Linked DNA regions of Anser cygnoides: region 2 is linked to region 1. A link is a contact called in public Hi-C data. All regions are on one chromosome and are shown on one strand. The core of a region is the stretch at or near the end of the contact, and the rest is flanking DNA. Distances in the headings are between cores, read along the strand shown.

Region 1 (4,115 bases), core at 1,124-3,623:
CCAATACAGTGAAGGCACACACACTGAAACTCTTCCTACGTAATTCTATGCAGCTAGCTCAGACACTCCTCAACTTGGGAACATAGTGGACCACAGCTCCCCCTACAGAGAGAAAAATCCCAGCAGAGGTTGACAGTCGCCAGAGGGCTAAACAGCTGAAGGTCATGAGCTGTAGTGGGTTTACACGGCAAGGTTCTGCTAGCGGGGGCTGCAGGGGTGGCTTCTGTGAGAAGAGCCCACTCATTGCCCCATGTCAGATACGGGCCAGCTCCAGCTGGCTCCAAAGGAACCCAATGCTGCTCAGAGCTGAATCAATAAGTGATGTTGTTTGCACCTCTGGGAGAGCAGATTTAAGGAAGGGGAAAATAAATGCCTGTGCAACAGCAGCTGGGAGAGTGAGGAGTGAGAAGCAGCCCTGCAGCCCCCCAGGTGAGTGCAGCAGGAGGGCAGGAGGTGCTCCAGGCAGGCAGCAGCAGTTCCCCTGCGGCCTGTGCAGGGAGAGGCCCCTGGTGGAGCAGGCTGTCCCCCTGCAGCCCATGGGTCCCACACGGAGCAGATCTCCACGCTGCAGCCCGTGAAGGAGCCCCCGGTGGAGCAGGTGGATGTGGCCTGGAGGAGGCTGCGGCCCATGGAGAGCCCCCGCAGGAGCAGGCCCCGGGCCGGAGCTGCAGCCCGTGGAGAGGAGCCCACGCAGGAGCAGGGGGTCTGGGGGGAGCTGCCGCCCGTGGGGGACCCGTGCTGGAGCAGTTTGTCCCTGGGGGATGGACCCCGTGGTACGGAGCCGTGTGGGAGCAGTGCTGGAAGAGCTGCTGCCTGTGGGCAGCCCCTGCAGGCTCAGTTCGGGCAGGACGGCATCCCGTGGGAGGGACCCCACGGGGAGCAGGGGCAGGGAGGGACCGAGAAGGAGCGGCGGAGACAAAGCATCAGGGGCTGACCGCAGCCCCCATTGCCTGTTCCCCTGCACTGTTCAGAGTGGATGGGGGAAAGGTGGTTTTATTTTCTTTCTCACTGCTCTAGCTTGTTAGTAATAGGCAATAAATTTCTCTAATCTCCCTACACCAAGTCTGTTTTGCCCATCACAATAACTTGAGTGATCTCCCTGTCCATATCTCAACCCACGAGCCCTTTGCATCGTATTTTCTCCCCCTTTTTCTTTGAGGAGGGGGAGTGAGAGAGTAGTTGTGGTAGAGCTCAGCTGCCCAGCTGGGTAAAACCACCACATTAGCTCACACAAGATGGTAGATTTAAACTGCATCTGCAAATAGATACAAAACCATAGGACAAGGGGGGAATCAAACTTGCAAAGCACAATGTGAACAGCACCTCAAACACCCTTTGTACACTCTCCTTACAGCCTCTTACTGAGTGACGTACAATACTGAAGTCTGATAACCTGAGACTGTGGTTAACGCATGCATACACTTCAGTAAACTTGATCTTTTAAATTCCTATCTGATATGTTTAACCTTAGCCACTCTCCATATTTTGCCTAGCAGAAGTACCACTTCAGCAACCATAACTCTACACTAAGTTCAGGGGCAATTAGTTCTCTTCATTATAAGTCTAGTATTACCTTTGTATTCCATCATAGAATCACAGAATGGTTTGGGCTTGAAGGGTCCTTAAATATTGCCCAGTTCCAACCCCCCTGCCATGGGCAGGGACACCTCCCACCAGACCAGGTTGCCCAAAGCCCCATCCAGCGTGGCCTTGAACACCTCCAGGGATGGGGCATCCACAGCTTCTCTGGGCAACCTCTCCCAGTGTCTCAACACCCTCTGAGTAAAGAATTTCTTCCTTAAATCTATCCACTTTCAGTTTAGAACCATTGCCCCTTCTCCTGTCATTATAGGCCCTGGTAAAAAGTCTTTCCCCATGATTTTTTTTAATTGTATTGTTTAAACTCCATTATCTATTACACCCTGCTCTGAAAGAGCCAAAATGTAACATATTTGAGAGATCCAGAAAAAAAAGTGGTGAATAAGTTCTCCTGCACATGCAAACATGTATTTTGTACATCTTGTAGCTTTTCAGAACTGAAAGGACTCTTACAGAAACGGGGCTGGAGAGAGACTCCTCTGATTATCAGCCAAATGTTAATTCTCACAGTAAACCTCTAAGATTACTGGAAAAAATAGAAGATATTTTTGAACTCTGATAAGACTATCTGTTTTCATTAACTAGTCTTCTTTTGAAGAAAAAGAGTCCAAAGCTACAACTTTAATGAAACCCTCAAAGTTTGGCTTAAGGCAGAAACCAAGAATGGAAAATCTCTGGCTTCTGCCAAAACTGTAAGCTACTGATAAACAGAGATCAAAAGAAGTCAAACAGAAAGTTTGCAAGCAGTCCTAACATAAAAGTTGCTTCATCATCACCCTGTAACATGGAGGCATACACACACACACTTGCAAAATAGTATTTGGCATACCTGTCTGAAGCAATGTAGAGGGGCAGCTACTGATTCAGTCTCTTTCAGATAGTCATCCCAATTAAACTGTTCTGGAAGACATAAGATAAAAAAGACCATAAAGACAGTTTTTAAAGGGAACACAAATTAAGAGAGAGGTTGGGGAAAGAGAGGGCAAAAAAACCACCCCATCCAACTATCTCGTAGAATATATTTTTTTCCAAGAACAGGATTACAATAAAATGCAAACTCCACCTTTGCAAAATACACAGCTTGAAATAGCTTTCTGTAAATCCATCAGCGGAAATCACACAATTGGCAGATACCAATATAAGCTTCCCACAAGTTCTTCTTTTTGTGGTCCACGCATAAAGACACAAATAGGGACATCTAGACTTAATTCTCTGCACAAAGATCTCCCAAGCATCCCTGTGCAAATCACATCAGTGGTTCCACATCTCGGTTCCCCTAACAAGTGCATGGGAACAGCAGCACTGGTATGATAACTTCAGAGGAGTGCTGAAATAATACATGGAAAAAAAACACAGACGTTTTGCGTCTGATGAAGCATATGTTGAGAATCACTATCCCCAGTCCAATAGATCAAAAGGATTAGCTCAGCCTTCCAACTCCATCTTTGTGTCTTTTCCTCTGAACTCACATAAAGGTCTATCTTTGTAAGGTAAATACTATTGTAATGTTCAGCAACAGAATCACCATGTTTTTTCCAGTGTTAATATTGGCATTGCTTATGTACACAGCTGAGGGTATCCTGCATTTGATTTAATCAGTGTTACCATTTTTTGAACAAATGGAACGGTATGAAGCACTAACATCAAAGATATAAGCAAGCATTAAATCAATATAAAGCACAAGAGAAAAACTACCATGCCACAGCTAACGTTTTTGTCCTTAAATCACCTAGGTGAGCTTTTTTGTTTATTTTTCTCGTTCAGGCAGCTGGCATCTTTCTGATGTTCTTGAAGAGCACATCATCACTTAATCCCAAAACAGTGCAATGATGCCACCCAGTGGCTCAAGCAGCAGTCACTTCACAAAGCATAATCCGTAGCAGCAATGGAGAAACTGCATCATGTGTATCAGTAAAAACACTACTGGGCACAGCTAAACACATTCCTGCAATTTTCAGAAACAAAGAAACAATCAGAAAATGTCAGTGTTTTCAGTCACTTGCACACCGCTTCTCTGAAGGATGTTTGCCGGTTTGAACCTAGTGTTTGCCTGCATTAGTACAGCACTTAGTGAGGCACTTATATAGGGCCTCAAGCAGAAGAGAAACACCCCCCTGGGCCGCTAAGATCCTCATTTTTTGTCACAACAGACTCAAAAGGGTATGAATGATTTGTCTGTGACACCGCAGAGGGCATGCAGTTGCTAACTGTATAACAAGTCAATAACATTTCAAGAGCTGTTAATTTGGCAGACTGGACCGTATACAGGCTGGTAACAACGACGTTTTGATAGGACACCTTTCAAGAGGAGAAACCCCATTCACCCCATCTGAAAACATTACATCCATACGCCTGAATTTCCCAAATTATCTCAGTTGGTATATCAGGACTTGAAATCCTAGGTATTAGAACCATTTTCATCAAGCACAAATGATCTGAAGTTTACATTAGAACCACTCCACTTCTGAAGATATGCTGTAGTAAATTAAAGGTCTCAGGGATGGCACTAATTACCA
Region 2 (4,115 bases), core at 734-3,233, 580 kb before region 1:
TTCAAAGCACTTAGTGCTTAAGCGAGCATTACATACTCTTTTAGAAAGGTCCTGTTAAGTATTGTCACGTGGAGCAGTTAGAAGACTATGAATGGCTGCTCCAGGATCAGACCATGAGATAGTGAGCATTTGCAATTCCTAATACTCACCCTAATGATGAGGAATTGTCCGTCCTAATGCTCAATATCGGTCATAGGCCATGGCTTGGTCTCTGGCTGAGGCCATTCTACAGAGACTTTGTTGGCCATTTTAATCTTCTGCTAGAAAGAATGAGGAGGATAAGACTCTTAGAAAATGCAAGAATGGGGGAATATATGAGTGGGGGAAAAGGAGATACAACCTATTAATATCTGGATGTTGGTCTTTGCAAAGGGAAGCTCTTCAGGAGATTTGGAAGAAGACTCTGTGTTGCTCTTTTCTGTGATCACATACTCTTCTTCCCATAATCAAGATATTCTCAGGCCTGGTCTGGAAATTATCTTTTGCATTACTGGTATTGCACACAAGTGGGATTTTCTTTACCCAGCTGCTATAACCCTGGATGTGGACCCAGTCATATCAACACTTCCTATGTCAGCAGCTTGCTCCATTCTGTGGCCATGAGTGAGACACTTGCGTCTGAGCACCTTCACCCTATTGTAACTGAATTTTCCCTTGGAAGACCATATTCCATAAGCAGTGTAATCTCTCTGGGTAGACAAGACTTTAGAAACCTGAATTATTTAATGCACCGCTGAAGAATTTTAAACAACAATGTAACAGTGAGAAGTTTCCAAGACATGGAAAAACTGTAAGGCATTTATTACTGTGATGGAGGGAGGCAGTTTATTGCTGTGTTTCTGAATGAGAAATGAGTTGCCCAAATACTATATTAAGCATGGTATAAAAGCAAAAAAATAAAGGGAACCCACCTTAATGGATCCTGATGGATCACCTTTTCCTTACACCCTACTATAAGAGCTCAGATTGGAGTATCTTGGAGCCAGTCTCACTTGACCTGTCACCAGAAGGCTACAGGGACTGGCTTTCACCCTGTGTCCAAATCAGTGAAGGGGAGGAAATCTGTGAGGAATCCCTCTGCCAAAACAAAAACCAGGAGTTAGATGCCATTGTCAGTGCCATGTTTTGTCCAAAATTATTGGACTGTTTCCCTGCAGAGGGCTAAGCTTCCTCCTTTGGAATATTCTCCGTGTTCTCTCAGTAGTCAGTGAGGCAGGAGTTAACACTCTGCAAGGAGAAAGTTGAGGCTCCCAAATCTTGTATTGCAGTTGGAAATCTCCCACGTCTGCTTGGAGGACTTTTTCCTTTAAAATGTGTGTGGGGAGGAACCAGCGCGCAAACATCTTTGTAAAGCATCTCAAACCTCGCCTAGGGGACTTTGTTGGGTTGTTGAATCAGCAAACCTTCTTTGCATGGGTGCAAGTTGCAGTTACACAAAATATTTCTGCCTGGGTTAAGTGGTGTCAGTCTCTGAACAAAATCCACTGCAGCAGCATAACGATATTTTTTATGCTCAGACACTTGTGTCAGAGGCCCGTCACTGAGGGCTGGGGACTTTTCCATAGGTGGGAGCTCAGCTCTGCCGGCCGGTCATTAATGTGCGGACCCAGCTTCTGCGTGACCAGCAAAGGAGACACTCCAAAGCACTGAGGCTTACCTTGCCCAGCACCTGCTGTCTGCACACCTCGCGGGGCGGGATCAGTCTGCAGGCTGTGAATAATATGGACAGCTATTTTTTGGTGTTCTCCTCGAAGCCAAACACTCAGAAATGGCCTGTTCCACGTGCCACTAGGTGGCACTTGAGGGACATGGCAGTCGCTTGGTTTTATTCATTATGCGTGAGCTGCGTCACCAGAACTAGTTCTTTTTTAAAATTTTTTGGTCAAATGTACTTATGTATTTATATTTACCATCTGCCTTCTCCAGCCAGCCCCTGCCCTGCTGCCTGCTGAGCTTTACACGCCAGCCTGCGTGCAGTCCTCGCGCCAGCCCGGTGGCCCAGCCACTGCTCTGCAGACCAGGAGCTGCCAGAGCTGCTAGGCTGACAGCCACATCGCAGCACTCAGCTGCTGAAAAAAATATAGATGTTGTATCGTTGGGAACTGCCTTATCAAACAGTTGAAAATTTTGAAAACTCGCCCTTCTGGCGTCAGTACTGCAATTTATATTTGCTCTCACCAGAACAAAAAGTTTACTCTTTTTTTCTCCTTTCAGTTTTCTGCAGGTTAAAACAATGTTCTCCTGCAATGAGGCCAATTTTTAATATCAGTTTTTCTGCAGCAGTTTTTGCTTTTTTTCCCTTTTTTTTCCCCCTCCAGGTCGTTTATCTTATTCTAACTTCAATTTTCATTCATATTTGCAATTGACATTGTAGAGTATGTCTCTGTTTAGTTACTTCTACACTGCTTGAGCAGTTGGTTTTTGAAAGCTGCATTTTATCTACACATGAAAGGAGACCAAACCTCTGTTATTTTTTTCCATGCTGTAGAATAAAGTGCTGTATTCTTGCTTCTGATGCAAGGTTTAATATAGACTCCAGTAAGAGTGTGAGCACCAGAAGCTGCCTGTCTGGCCAGGTTAGGGGGATGTCTGGTGCCCCCAGCCCAAGGAAGGTCATTCAGAGCTGGTTCTCACATGTCCCTGTCATCGCACTGCGTTTTGCAGCAAAGCTATACCATGAGGGCTTCATAGTGTACCTATTACACGGCTCTCTGAAGACTGTGTTTATTCTTCCTGCCCCTAAATGAGTGATTTATCAAAGTGATGTGATTTGGGACCAAATTTATTGTGTGGCTCTGTTGGGTATTTGAGCTTTGCTATCCCCAAATCATTCATGAAAGCCCCATAGATCTTCCCATGCTGCTGTTAACAGTGCTCAGACCCTTGATTTCTTTCAGATATATAAAAAGTGGTGGTACAAATCAGAGAGGTTATGGGCTATTCACATTGCTGATAAAGAAATGCTATGTTACATAAAATGCATTTTTAAAGGTCTTTGCTTTGTGTAGACAGAAAAAAAAAAATATTGCTTTTTCCATTTTACTCTCCTATTTGTACCAGAAATCAACAGATATAAAAGAAGCTCTTCAATCTGTGAAAAAAGGTTTGCAGAATTGAAATGTTAGTATCTAGTAGCTATTTGAAATCCAAATACTTAAGATATTAATATTCAAATACTACTGGAAAGTCACAGTGTGTTTATTTTTATTATACCATCAGATAACACTACAGATGTAGCGCACTTGGAAGAGGGGGAGAGATCTTGTCAGCCAAGACACATTTTCCTCCTCTCCAGAGGAATTTCACATGCATTTAAAAAAAAAAAAAAAAAAAGATCACAAATCTCACTCCTCCGTATAAAAGTTCAACATCGTACAGTTGAAGAGCAGCAGTAACCTGGCAGAACTGCTTTTCCCCTGCAGCCTTCTGTAGAGCTCTTACTGGTTTTGTTATGAAAAAAATGGAAGTGCTATGGGGAAAAAAAAAAGTCCTTCCTTTTAAAATATACCAAGTTGTGTCCATTCTGTCATTTTTTAACCTGTGGTTAAGCCCTATGAAACTTGTGACCACTCCACAACTTGATGTGTCTAGGCAGAAGCCTCCTGGCAAGAGCAAATTCGGTTCTTCAGTGTGTGACAGGTTATTATTTTGGCTAAAATCCTGGCCCCTTTAAAGTCTGAGGTTTGCCTTGAAATTTTTATTTTTAAACCCAGGCTTTCACCTGGGTAGAAGCGAGCCTTTTTTGAGGAGCGAGCAGGATGGCAGGCTGCCTGTCCTGCCTGGGGGCCGTTGTCAGCTTGGCTCCGACTTGACAGGAGCTGGGAAAGAGGAGAGGAGGCAGGCTGCGAGTGCCAAGTGCCCTCAGCCTCCCCGCTGCTGCCTGCTTTCCCCGTCTTCAAAAGGCAGCTGATGCTTTCTGGACAGAAAACAGCCGTGCCCTGTTTACACCGTGTTCGCTGTAGCATGCCCGGGGACAGGCAGCTCCGAACCCCGGTGCCCTCCCGTAGCAGATGTGCTCTGCCGCGTCCTGCTGGGGCAAATCGAAAGGTGCTGGAGGATCTCAGGACAAGATCCTCCAAGGCAAAGCCAAGGGTTAGCCCTCTCTGCTAATTTTC

The links. A called contact is a pair of places that touch in the nucleus more often than the background predicts.
Region 2: a Hi-C map of liver shows a contact between it and region 1, with 2.6 times the contacts expected there. The contact joins two enhancer-like sites. A contact is called at or near these places in 2 of 7 Hi-C or Micro-C datasets (granulosa cells and liver).

What each region holds. Positions count from the first base shown.
Region 1 is chr1:129,374,844-129,378,958 of Taihu_goose_T2T_genome, reverse strand. It overlaps SCML2 (Scm polycomb group protein like 2), which reads right to left. Exons shown (of 15, transcript XM_066981345.1): 4 at 2,429-2,499. Among named protein-coding and RNA genes, the nearest start is that of SCML2, 25 kb to the right of the region's middle. Within about 2 kb of position 2,373, at least 2 of the 3 cell types and tissues checked have open chromatin away from gene starts, as enhancers often do.
Region 2 is chr1:129,954,164-129,958,278 of Taihu_goose_T2T_genome, reverse strand. All of the region lies in intron 14 of REPS2 (RALBP1 associated Eps domain containing 2), which reads left to right. Among named protein-coding and RNA genes, the nearest start is that of REPS2, 83 kb to the left of the region's middle. Within about 2 kb of position 1,983, at least 1 of the 3 cell types and tissues checked has open chromatin away from gene starts, as enhancers often do.